2 separate regions of the Gossypium arboreum genome follow, and region 2 is linked to region 1. A link is a contact called in public Hi-C data. All regions are on one chromosome and are shown on one strand. The core of a region is the stretch at or near the end of the contact, and the rest is flanking DNA. Distances in the headings are between cores, read along the strand shown.

The links. A called contact is a pair of places that touch in the nucleus more often than the background predicts.
Region 2: a contact with region 1 is called in a Hi-C map of leaf, with 4 times the contacts expected there. The contact joins the promoter of LOC108472511 here to the promoter of LOC108473009 in region 1. A contact is called at or near these places in 2 of 5 Hi-C or Micro-C datasets (both in leaf).

What each region holds. Positions count from the first base shown.
Region 1 is chr11:90,674,080-90,681,047 of ASM2569848v2, forward strand. It overlaps LOC108473009, which reads right to left and starts at 3,278. Exons shown (of 8, transcript XM_053022304.1): 1 at 2,608-3,278; 2 at 1,330-2,376; 3 at 1,125-1,215; 4 at 874-1,031; 5 at 709-760; 6 at 512-591; 7 at 326-419; 8 at 1-110. The coding sequence starts at 2,259.
Region 2 is chr11:90,814,964-90,821,848 of ASM2569848v2, forward strand. LOC108472511 reads left to right here and starts at 3,112. Exons shown (of 2, transcript XM_017774049.2): 1 at 3,112-3,449; 2 at 3,532-3,872. The coding sequence starts at 3,275. The coding sequence ends at 3,725. LOC108473176 (a long non-coding RNA gene) reads right to left here. Exons shown (of 2, transcript XR_001869675.2): 2 at 5,930-6,559.

The DNA.
Region 1 (6,968 bases), core at 2,028-4,527:
CATGTCATTGTAGTTCCAGACATAAACACGACAGTCTTCTCCAACTGAGATTATATGTTTCCCGGTTGATGTAAACGATGCCGACATCTGACTTCCTGACTTTGGCAGCGCTGCAAGGATTCAAGACAAATATTAGAGATAATCACATATATTAAAGCATAGGCAGGCAACACATGCACAAAACCATAAAAAAGAACTACATAGCCTTCAACTCCAAGCGTAGTGCTCAAGTCATGATAATATTTACTATTCAATGCTTGACCTATTCTGCTTTATCTTCGATGGATGTTTAGAAAGGAGTTTTATGACATTGAATCCACCATACCTTTAAATTTACGAACTACGTCTATGCCATCGAATATTCTGAGTTTAGAATCTTCACATGTTATCAGAACTTTGCGTGATTCATCCCGGGAGAACTGCAGGTTGGAATGAAACTAATTAGTACTGAAATGAAAATATTAGTGTGATAAGCGACATATATATGGCACCAATGGCTTTAGTGCAAAACCTGAATACTTGTAATTTTGTTGCCAGAGGTTTTCTTTCTGCCATGAATATGAATCTCTGCCTCCAAATTGACACCGATGCCTATTGCACAGAAAAAAAATAAATGAAAATACACTCGGTGCTGTACCAGAACAAGAAAACGATTACTGAACAACTACAAGTAGTATAATACAACTCTGATTGGCGATAACTTATTACCTGATGCTTCATAAAAGCGGCAAGTGCCCGCAATGGAACCAACCACAAATTCCTGCTAGAATAATGAAAGGACATGAAATGATTACCATTTTAAAAAGTTACGAAATCCAAAACAATCTTGTTTAGCAGATGAACAATGATTAGAGTATTCAGAACTGCGTGTACCTTCCCATCTGGCCGGTAACATATGGCAGTTATAATGTCCCGCATGTCCACCCAATGTACAACTCGTTTCTCGGCGACTCCCCAGATCCTAACTTTTCCATCTATTGAACCGCTGATGAAGTAATTGTCATCAATGGGATTGAACTGAATGCATGTGACTGTTTCCATCCGAAGAAAAAGCATGGTCAGAATTTAGACCATGGCATTATTTATTTCAGAGGAGACAAGAAATCGAGTCCTTCCATAGTTACCGTAATTATTATGATAAAAAACATTTAGACATTGATTGCAGCCAACTTGCCACAGACGAACAGTTTTGTCCATGGAAGAAGAAACAAGAAACTGCAAAAAATAAAAGTTGATTCAGTATAGCAAAAAAGCTAAAACAGGGGTCTAAAGAGCATTGAATTGAAGTATAAACAGATACACTAGAAGGTTTCTGCAGGATCGGCTCACATTTGCATTGGACCATGCAACATCTAAAACATCACAGCCATGGCCATGAAACTCTTGCATTGGTAACTCCTCAATCTGAAAAATCTTATTAGGGACAACAACTGGTGATGGGATCAACTTTTTTCTGCCAAAACCGAACTTTCTTTTGTTCATCTTTCTAACCAAACCGCCCTCAGCATTGAAAGGTTTACTAGAGGCATCTGTTGATGTGACTCGCCATATCCGTACTACTCCGTCTTCACCGCCGGTTGCCAAATACTGACCATCCGGGCTAAACTTCATTGTCCAGATGAAGCCGGTGTGAGCCTGTATTTCTTGTCCCATAAAAATTGCTGTAGACTCCATGCATCCGTTCTTGTTGGGCTGAACCATCATTTTGTTCAACTTATGCACTTTGATGTCATGTTTCGATACCTTAGATGCACGTTTGGTTTCTCCTCCTTTCCTCGTGCTCAAAAAGTGTTTCCACCATTTCTTGAATTTTTTGGTATTAATTTCACATTCATCCAAGTATGCTTGAGCTTCCTTTTGTTCACATCCTTTAGTAGGGGAAAGTGTCTCATTCTCAATGTCGAGAGCAAAGCTCTGTCCTAGTTCTGATTCATCAACCGAAGGAATAGCTTGACAAGTCATTTCTCTCTCGCAACAAGCAATACTTCCTTCGCCATTGTTGACAGATAAAAATGAACAACTTGGGACGGCACCACTGCACTCTGTGATCCTCTTCACATCCTTTATCCTTGATGGCTCTGTAAACTCAACCAGATCCATGGATCGCAGAAAACTTGCACGTCGCTCCTTCACACTTTGCAGCTCATTAAACCAAATTTCATACTCTAATCCATGTTTCGCAACAAGTGATTCTTCAACCAACAAGCAATCCAAGGAATCAAAGAACACATCATTTTCTCCCTCATAAGAGCTCAGCATGTCTTAAGAGTTAAGACCAATGTTCCACATGAAAACCAGCTCTATGCAACTCAACGACTTTCCTAGAACCCCCTTTAATACCTTTCAAAGCCCCCAATTCACGGACCGATTTTTACTCTGTTGATTATGTAAAATAATGGGATTGGAACCCAGCAATTCAACATATGAATATACAATTCTAAAAACATGGATAGATACGAGGAACCAACTTCTGGTCCAGCAGACCACCAATAAGGATCCCAATACAAAATTATAACATTAAAAAAAGGATATGATGCCCGGACCCGGAAATGCTTGCAATAATCAATTAGTTAAAAAAAAAAATCCAAGACGAAAACTTGAATGTACCTTGGGTTCAATGCAAAGCAAACAACACAATTCAAAAACCATCACCGACTTCCCTGTGATCGTGGGTTGCTCAACACTTTAGTAGTCAATTTTGACGTAGTTTAAAATTTATCCCCTGCAACTCTTACTTTACGGTAATAAAAAGAGGGTATCAACTATCAAGTGTAAACATAAAGAGAGAAACTGGCGGTTGAAGAAAAGGTGAAACAAAAAGAACATCGAATCAAATATAATCCAGGAACGAAAACCAAATGGCTTATCGAGATATGGGTTGGACACGCACGAGGAACAAGAACAAAGCGGCGCTGCCCCGGGAAACAAGAAGCTACACTTGTGGTTTCTGCAACTAATTCTTTCTCTTAGCTTTTTTGTTGGTAACAATGGCGAGATGGTTATGAAGAAATACTGGGGCATGAATAAGAATAGTGATAATAATAGCTCTAAATCATTCTTAGTACCCGACAAAGCAAAATTTAAAGAGGAAAAAAAGAGAAGAAAAACTCAGACAACTCAGCTTTTTCAGTGTTGACAAGAAGGGAGCTGTGAAAAGGAGGTAGCATCTCAGAGATTATTGGTGCAAAATGTTAATAGTTAACAAAGTTAATAACCATTAAAGCTACCATAGTTGGTTTTTTATGTGATCACATTTTGAAAATTTGTAACAGGTTACTGAGGGGGCGTTACATGGTTGATTGCACCCGGTGTAAGACACCAACAAAGGCTAGGGTCAACATCACTATAGCTGGTTACTTTCATAGGAAAGGGTCAACACCAATAACAGTCTAGTGTCTAAACTAAGGTAGCAAAAAAAAAGGAAAGAATGAACCTGAAATGGTTAAACATATAGGGTGGTTGCTTTTCTGCAAAATAACAAGAACACACACAGATTATGCTCTGTGTGTGTGTTTTTTTTAAGAAAATACTGTATTTAAAAAATAATTAGAAATTTAACCCCTTTCAATATTTTAAAAATATACCTATTTTATAGAAAAATAAAAAAATTTGTTGACTTCTTGAAAATGCATTCTGCAAAACACTTTTATTTAATAACTTGAGAGATTAACTATTATTTTTCAAATACGTATACAAAACATATTTTCTATTTCTATCTTTAAAATCAATCAATTTCTTTAAATAAAATTGAGCCTATTTTCCATTATCTTCAAAAATCGACTAATTTACTCTATCAAAATTATTTTATCTTTAAAATCAATCAATTTCTTTAAATAAAATTGAGCCTATTTTCCATTATCTTCAAAAATCGACTAATTTACTCTATCAAAAATTATTTTGGGTCTCCTTTTAGAGTCAGATTCCGGGTTTTGGGGGTTTTTGTTGGAGAATAGTCTAAAAGAAGATAATGGGTTTTTTACCCCAATATTATAAAAAAAAAATTTATACACCAAAATAGGTTGTCAGTCAGATTAATTACGAAAATGGTATACTTTTTGAGGTTGTGCCTACTGCAGGCACAACCTATTATTTATTATTATTATTTTTTGTTTTAAAAATTATTATTATATTATTTTTAATATTTATATTAATATATGGATAAAAATATGAGTTTTATACGGATAAAAATACTTGAAACAATCGAGCACATCGGTAAGCACGACTAGTCGTGCCTAACAGAGGCACAACACCTACACATTTCCTTTTCTTTCTTTGCATTTTACAAAAATTGGTCTTATATCACTTTTGGTCCCTCTACTAGGCCTAAAATTAAAATTTAATCTTTATACTTGAATTTCTACAATAATATTTGGTCCTATTTTTATAATTTTTTCCAAATAATTAATATTGTTAATTACTCTGTTAAAGTTTTTAACGTGTTTTTTAAACAAAATATTAGTTTAACAAAATAATGATATGTTAAGTTTGTAATAAGTTTTAAATAATAAAATTTCTAACAAAATGTATTCCAACTTAACATATCATTGTTTTGTTAAACTAATATTTTGTTTAAAAAACACGCCAAAATTTTATCGAGTAATTAACAAAAATTTTAATACAATTTTGTTAGAAATTTTATTATTTAAAACTTATTCAACTTAACATATCATTGTTTTGTTAAACTAATCAAAAATTTTATAGAGTAATTAACAAAATTTTAATACAAGTTTGTTAGAAATTTTATTATTTAAAACTTATTCTAACTTAACATATCATTATTTTGTTAAACTAATTTTTATTTAAAAAACACGTCAAAAATTTTATCGAGTAATTAACAATATTAATTATTTGGAAAAAATTATAAAAATAGAACCAAATATTATTGTAGAAATTCAAGTATAAAGATTGAATTTTAATTTTAGGCCTAGTAGAGGACCAAAATGATATAAGATCAATTTTTGTAAAATGCAAAGAAAGAAAAGGAAATGTGCAGGGTGTTGTGCCTACACTCAGCATGACTAGTCGTGCCTACTGACCGATGCTCGACCGCTTTGGGTATTTTTTATCCGTAAAACCCATATTTTTATCTATATATTAATATAAATATTAAAAATAATATAATAATAATTTTTTAAAACAAAAAAATAATAATAATAATAAAATAATAGGTTGTGCCTGTCAGGTAGTCACAACTCCAAAAAGTATACTATTTTTGTAATTAATCTGACTGACAACCTATTTTAATGTATAAATTTTTTTTTATAATATTGGGGTAAAAAACCCGAAGATAATCATCAAATAAAAAGGGCCACCGCTTTGGATTCTGGCTTTTGTACTTCAAAAAAGAGAAAAAAACAACAAAAAAGATTTTCATGTTGAGATATTTGACCCATTCTCTTTAGTTTTCACTTCTCGCACAAAGCTTTCAGTTACTCAAAGAATCTCCCAAACCCAATCTGGTTTTGCCGTTTTCCTTAACAAGAGTTTCAAAACGTGTTACCACTCTTTTTTTTCATGATTTTATTTCAGGTACAGATTTTCTGATACAGAAAAAGCAAGATTGATGGTCTCGAAGGAACCAAAACTAAACAAAGAATCCACGTTATCGGATATATCTTCAAAACAAGAAGAAAAACAAGGGTCAATTTTACCAGAGGTCCTTGTACTATTAGTTTTTTCCTACTATTAGAGTGACTTATTTCGGTTTTTTCTTTCATCAAAAAATAAAAAATAAAAAATGCCAAAATACTACAGCCAAGATTTGGTACAGGAAAGAAAAATATAGTTTCCTCAAATTGATTTTCACATTTTTCTACGAATTCATCAATCCCTAAAGCTTTTTTCTCATAAAAATTCAAAAATTAAAATGTCATGGTATCTGTCAACCGGTCAAGTCAGGGTCTCAATCAATGGTCCGAGGTTAAATTAGGTTTTGCAGACCGATCAAATCAGTGTTAAGTAAACAGAAAAATTGGTTTGACACAACCCGATTTCGTGGTCGTCCCATCCCCGTTTAGCAATCAAATTTAATTGGTCGACAGTAAAAAGACCGGAAAAAAAGTAAATTTTTCAGTATCCTCTCAACTCTCAACTCTCAACTCTCAACTCTCACTCTCAACTCTCAGCCAGGGAGCCTCAAGGTAATGTTTAGTTTTTTTTTTTTTAATAATTTGGAAATATTAGAAATATAAGTTAAACAAAAAAATTGAAAATATATGTTTTGAAAATTATAATTTTATATTTAGATTAGAAAGGAATTTTATTAGAAAAAATAAATTAGTTTGGAAATTACTATAAATAATCCAATTTATATGCTATAGTAGCTTTTTTTCACAAAAATGGAAAGTAAGCTTTGTTATACAAGTTCATATTTTGACATTTGGCACTACATTTTGTTGCCACGTGAATTTTAATTATAGTCTTTTGTGCTTTGTTTAAAAATTGATAAAAAATTTATCATGTAGAAATGTTAACTAGATCCCCATAAATTTGTATAAAAAAACCAAAATTTCATTTTTATTAACCCAAGTTCCATAAATCACTGTAGTAATTTATATATAATTTCTTAAAAAATGTAAATAAACATTATTAATGTAGCACCCTTCTCTGATCTGATCGTTGGATTCGAGTTACAAGATGTCATATTTTTTTGTCAAAGTAACTACAGACAGATACACAGTAAATAATTGTTCATACATGCAAACACATATTAATTACATTCAAAGAATGATAAAAAATCACTCGAGTCTCAATCGAGCTTATGAAAGCTCTTTTATCGACCCAAGCATGAAATAGGACCAAATTGCAAAGTTTCAAAATTTCAGGACCAACGTCATGACGTCATCTCCTCTATGTCATGATGTCTCAAAATAGTTTGTCACATTGTGACCCAAGACCACTTGATGTCGCTGAGGTAATGATGTGATTTACTGTCGATTGATGTTACGACGAGAAAGATTGTTCCTTGG
Region 2 (6,885 bases), core at 1,862-4,361, 140 kb after region 1:
TATTAAGAATTAGGACTCAAACTTTATATGTATGGATTTCTTATTGAGTCTATTTTTAATTGAAACAAATGGCATAGTCATTGGATTTCTGTACAGGAAGAAATTTGATTCGTAGTGCACAAGGGTCAGAGTAGCCGAACCCTGAAACAGGGGAGAATTTTTCTAATAAACTGTACTAATTGGCCTGACCAAAAATTCTAGAAAAAACTTAGTAAGTAGATATATGAGTCTAGTTTCAGGTAAAATTTACGGAATTGGATTTCGAGTTTCGTAACTCGAGATATGATTTTTTTAGCGACCGTGACGCAGATGGATAGTTTACTACGAAAACTGTTTAAGTGCTAAGATAAGTTTTGTAATGTCTCCTGCTTGACTCCGGCAACGGTCTCGGGTAGGGGGACGTTAAATATAAAACTAGTCATCAACCTAATTGTCCTTCATTCTACTAACATTGTAACACCCAAAATTGGCGAGTCCTGAGTCTGGACAGTGCCCCAAAGAAAATCTGATGGGCGTGGTCCTATACGCCAAGATGTCATTTCTTGCACACTAATAGGGCATATAGGCAATGATAGGATGTAAGGAATGGAACGACCTCTAAAAGTGTATGATGGTGAAAACGGAAAGATTGGAAAAGATATTAAAGATTTTTGAGTTATAAGAAGAGGTTGCCAAGTTAAGGTACGCCCAGTCTTTCCAGTTAAGGTATAAGTTACGTATGAACAAGATAGTTAGATGGAACGATGGGTCAAATCAAAGATATGAAAAGATTTTAGATTTTAGTATACGCTTCTCTACAACTATAAGCCACTAATAAGAGCAACCTTGAAAATTAATGACGCGTGTCAAGTTCTACTAGAAGAGCATGGGTTTTCTCTATAAGGTATTGTAACTTAGTTTAGAAGGAAATACGTTATCTTCTCCCTTCTATTCGGTAACAGCCAGTGATGCCTAGCTCTAGAAGTTGATCCAGAATTTCTTGTTAAGCTAAAACTAAGGATCAGAATTAATGTATAGGATGGTTTCCTCGCCCGAGGTAAGTATTCTAGACTTACATATGGCTTTCTACGATAGTAAGCTAGCCTATGTTTGTAAATGAAAAGATATAATGGTAAAATGTAATAGCCCATTTCTAGTGGTGTCAGAAATAGTGGTTTTGGGACCACAATTCCGACATGTGAGTCCATAATATTAATTATGTAATATTTATGAAGTCATTCGTGTCATATTAAGATATCGTTTAGAAGTTTTGACGTTTGGTTAGTTAATTAATGAAAAAGGATTAAATCGTAAAAGTTGGAAAAGTTTCTTGCTATTGATTTTTTTCTTTTCTTAGCTAAATGGCCTAAATGGTTAAAGTTGGAGGATTTATGTTGTAATTAAAGCATAACTTAGTAATATGCACAATTAGTGGAAGAAAAGAATTAAAATTTAGTGCCTTATAATATTTTTGTTAAACTAAACAAAAGATAAAATAATAAAAGCAAAAGAAAGTGACATTCATCTTCTTCATTCTCCCATTTTTCAACCGAACAACCTTGTTGCTAAACCTACAAGCTTCGGTATTGTCTCTATGCTTGTATGTAAGTGTTCTCTTGGTCAATTTTTAGTGAATTTTGTATTTTTGTGATCATTGTATTGATATCTAACTAGAATAGGGGTTATTTTGCAAAACTTTCAAAGTTTATAAAGTTTTCCATTAATTTCCTTGAAGTTTTCTTGATGTTTACTCTTGAGCTTGAAGCTTGATGATGATTTTGGTCTAGTTTGTAAAGAATTTTGATTAGTTTTCATGTTTAGGGATTAAAGTGAAAATAAGTTAAATTAGACATGGTTTTCGTGGAAAATTTCAGCATGTAAGGACTATTTTTGGGTGTTAATGAATTCGACACATGGATATAGGGATTAATTGAGAAAATAATCTTGTTTTAGTCTTAGGGACCAAATTGATTAAAGTGTAAAAGTTTAGGGCAATTGTGAAAAATTATAAATAGGAAGACATTTGTATTAAATTAAATATTACATGAAGTTGAAGCTAATAAATTGAAATAAACTACTTTATAGATCAAGAACCAGTAGATAATCGTGAAAAAGGAAAAGTTACTAAATTGTCCCTGAATTTGGCTATTTTTGCATTTTAGCCCTGGTAAGTTCATACGGTTTAATTTAGTATAATTTGCAATGTTATATTGACTTGTAAATTATGATTTGTTTAAAAATTGTATATATACAATGTATTATTCATAAAGTTTATTCAAGATGGGAAATGTAATTGATTTGTAAGGTATTATGAGGTTTTATGTATCGAGCCCAGATGAACATAGGATAGGATACAATTGGCATGACAATAGGTTATATTGCGTGCTGTATGGGATTGAATTGTGATGAGATAATGACTCTTGACTTGTTATTATCCATTGAATATACTAGAGTCAAGCATTTGTTGTGGACTATCGTGTTAAATTTACAGTGATTCTAATGTGTTACTGGGGAAGGATGTAAAGCCTACGGTCTAGGCACTTGGTGCCTAGGCTTGTTCTCAGTTAGTTTAGCTCGTTTGAGCTTTCTAACATGTCTTGGATGGATAACTGCATATCTGCATCTGTTTATATCATTCATTGGGAAGATTTTCAATGGTTAAATGACTAGTTTTTGAATTATACAAACGCTTACATGATTTTTCAATGTTATAGCGTGACTTGATATTGAATAATCTTGTATGATTGATTAGATTAGGCAACTTATATATATATATATACAAAGCTCACATGTTGATTAGTTGTGGTTGACAGGATTAATGTTTATTAACATTGTTATTATATGATTTACTATGTTTATACGGTAAATTTTATCATTTCGACCTGTGAACTTACTAAGCTCTATTGAAGCTTACTCGTGTATTTTTCCTTGTAGATATTGTTTTGTGGAATCGGGTGAACTTACTAAAATATTTGATTTCAAAAAGTTGATTGACTAAATTGAAAAATCAATAGTTGAGTGACAAAAAAAACTAATGACATAATTGGGTGACTATTTTTGTAGTTTACCCTTTTAATTTTGCTCACAAATCAGGGCCACCTTTTATTATGCCATTAGGCCCATTTGAAGAAAAAAGAAACCAGTCCTAGCCCACGAATCAGTATTGGAATACAGAATTTGGAAATGTAAAGTATTGCCTACACCATAAATACCATAACCAAGAAGCAATCCGGAAATCAATTTTTAAAATTTGAATTTAAACAGAAGCTTTGGGAGAGGAGAAGAATCGAGAAAAATGGCAACAACATCGAAGAACATGAATGTTTTCTACAGGCAGAAGAAGAACGGCACTACCTCTACCGGAAAAAAATCAACTAAAAGCCCATCTCCCAAACACGCCGCTACTTTCGGTTCCGAAATCACCCAACCCCCTGCTCTTGTTTCTCATGGCGGTTCACTCGATCTCAAAGGTCACTCTTTTTTCCTTTTCTTTCTGGAAATGGATATTTACAAAAAGCTAAAATTATTGTTTCTTTTCTTTGAGGGGAACAGATGATTTTGATGAACAAGAGCAAGTGTTAAGGCAATTTGATATGAACATGGCATACGGGCCGTGTATGGGGATAACGCGGCTGGATCGGTGGGAAAGAGCTCAAAGAATGGGGCTAAACCCTCCTAAAGAGATTGAAAGCCTTTTGAAAGGTGGGAAAGTGAAGTTAGAAAGTTTATTTGATGGTCGTGTTTAGTTAATTAGTAGGTAGCATAATAGTAGTATTATGTATGTTTAGCTAAAATCAGACAGCTTCTGGCTGTGCTTCTGGTTGGGTGTTTTTAAATGTTGTGATGAATCTGGAAAGTTGTTTTGGTCTTAATCCATGTGGGATTTTATGAAATTTGCACTAGCAAATTGCTTGTTGTAGTATGAGTGAGTTATTTGGCTGTTCCAAGCTCGGATTCTAAATCCCCTTTCCTAACAACTCCTCGGTGAATGAAAATTGATCTTAGTTGCTTAGCTTCTGAAACTCACATCTGCAGGTTGATATTTGATGCGGGAATTCAGACCATTTTTTCAAGGAAGATGAATTGAAATCTCTGACTTGTTACAATTACTCATCTACAATAGTTTTTAAACTCTAAGAAAGCCTATATAAGTACAAAATAGTTACTAGCACAAGAAACTCAAGTAAAACCAAATTATGTTATCTCGACATACATAAGTGTTATCTATTTATGAGCAAAACATTTGAATCGAAGCAAAATGACTTCCATTTTGAATTTCGAATAAAGGATTCCATATCCAAGTAAAATCAGTCAGCTTTGTCTGTAAAGGATTAAAGATAAGGATATGCCGATCCTTCCTCCTCCATCTGAGAATCATTTGCCGGCTGAGTATCATGCCATGGACTAAGCCAAGAACACCATCCCGCAACTGCTCTTAAACTGTCCTTAACAACCATCTCAAGTGTTGTCCCAACAACCTGTCCAAAGTGATGTTTGAACAATGAATGTAAGATGTTGTCCTAACATACTGTCCTAAGAGATGTTTGGAGAGTGTAACATTAAAGTATTGGACAGTTAAGACCCCAACAGTATTTTATAATGCACAACATTATATAGTAGAGTGTTTCAAGTAACTTTGCATGTTTACCGAGGCCATTCCCCATTTATGATCTTATTACGAGACGCCAAAATCTCATCCATTGAACTTTTCATCGTATACGACAAAAACCATCCTTCTTGCAAAATACTTCCATTTACATCTTAAATTCCAAAATATCTAAAGAAGAATTAAGTCCAGTATTAGTACGGTGCATGCACTTGCAAGGAAAACCAGAATCTCAACTGTCTCTCTTCCTATGTAGATTTTTATTATATTCTTCTTTTATATAAACTCTTCAATGAAAACAAGGTCAAGTCAATCAAACTATTATTAGATATCCTCAATTACCATGGAAGATCACACTCAAGACGTCTCACATGGGCTTGTTTTGTTGCTCTATTTTGGTTGTTTTCTAATACCAAAGATTCTAGGTGGTTTTATCAGAATATAATTGGTCTCTATTTACCCAAAGCTTTTCTCAGTTGATTTAAAGTGAGTTTTATAGTTAATTTACAAGAATAACAAGAACGAAATGGGGTCATCCACCAAGTCATTACTTGTTCAAAAATAGTCATGCATTCTCTTTATTGGTTGAGGCGAAGGCGGGAAAGTATAAATTTAATACATTTCAAGCTGGAGGTCACCAATGGTGAGTGCTGAAACTTATTAAACTTTCATATAATTGCATCACTATCTAATTCCATTAGTATTTTATATATGTATTGTAACAGGAGATTGGTACTTTATCCGAGTGGAAACAAAAGAGAAATGGAAATGGTTACATCTCCTTATAATTGGAAATTGAAAACACAAACAATATCTCTCTTAATTGGTAAGTTAATGTCGATTTTAAGTTATTTGTGTTCGACCAGACTGGGGACCATTACTTGGCCATTAAAGGTTGATTGCTACCCTTTAGAATGGAGTTTTATTTTAATTCTGTATAATATGTTATTACGTTTGGTGTTCTATATATTTTATTTGGCTATTATATACAGGAATTCAATGGTTATCCTAAAAGAGATTCCAGGTGCAAGGATACACATTTATCTGTATTTCTGGAGCTATCTAAGCCCCATATCAACTTCTACCCAAGCTTGAAGTATTTGTGAAATACAAGCCAGGACTGAGGAACCAACTCAAATCTGATCACTTGGAAATGATATGTAAACTCCGTATCTCTAACTTTCTTCATTTTTTTTTTCTCTCTATTGCTGGCTTGTAATTTATAGTAAATAGAAATTTTGACTGAAAAAAATTCTTTTATATAAATAAGGAAATTATGTCTTAAAATTTACTTTTTTTTAACTTTTATTCATTTTGTCAATCCTAATTTTTCTTATCACTTTGATGCTCAATTTTTAAAATTTAGTTAAGGGTTAAATTATACCAGCAGTCACTCAACTTTCGAAAAATAATAAAACGGTCTAGCCCTTTTCCGTTACAAATGTAATGGAGCTACTGTTTTTTATTACAAACTTAACGGAGCTACGTTTTCCATCCTCCTATCACTACTTTCCCATCCCTCTCCCTCTTCCCCACCATATGTATTGCTATTGGACTCAGTCTTGTTCGAGAACCAAGTGGCAATCCCAGCAGCTATGGCCTCGGTACCTGGCTCTTTGTGGTTCAAAATTCCTTCTGCCATTGTAACATTGGCAACAGCTTCAACTGGAGTTCCTCTATATCAACACTTTCAACATCAGGGGAAAATATTGAAGTGAAAATGGATGAACATTAACATGGATTTTCATTTCACCCACTGGCAGTTTTCAACACTTTCAACCGTTTTCGACATTAATAGGTGGAGTGTGTCAAAGGAGCATTATTGCTCCTCTCAAATGTTCCATACTGTAATGTTGGGGTTTTGGCAGCCCCTTGTATTGGTTGAATCATCAGCAGCAAGCAGGGCAAGGCAAAAGCCAACATTGCTTTGGTGAACTTGTCACCCTTCAATTTTTTGGGAGAAGCAAGTCCAGACTGCAAAAATCGAGAAATAAATAAAGTAAACACCAAAGTCGGACGAAATCTGGGAAGGCGCAAGTGATGACGAGGGTGATTTCAGACTTCTTTAAGCTGAGCCTCGTCATCAACGTTAGATCTCTCAACATGTTTATGGGAAAACAAATGAAGGAGAAAAAAAAAGGGTTCCTAGATCTGAAACAGAGTGATAATAGATTTTTTTTTCCTGTTCAGGCAAGGCTATACCCAAAGGAAGGAAGGAAAGCCCTAAAATAGCAAGTGAAAAGGTAACAGAAGCTCCATCATACAAAAACACAGAAAATTAAACCCCAAAACAAGGGCTT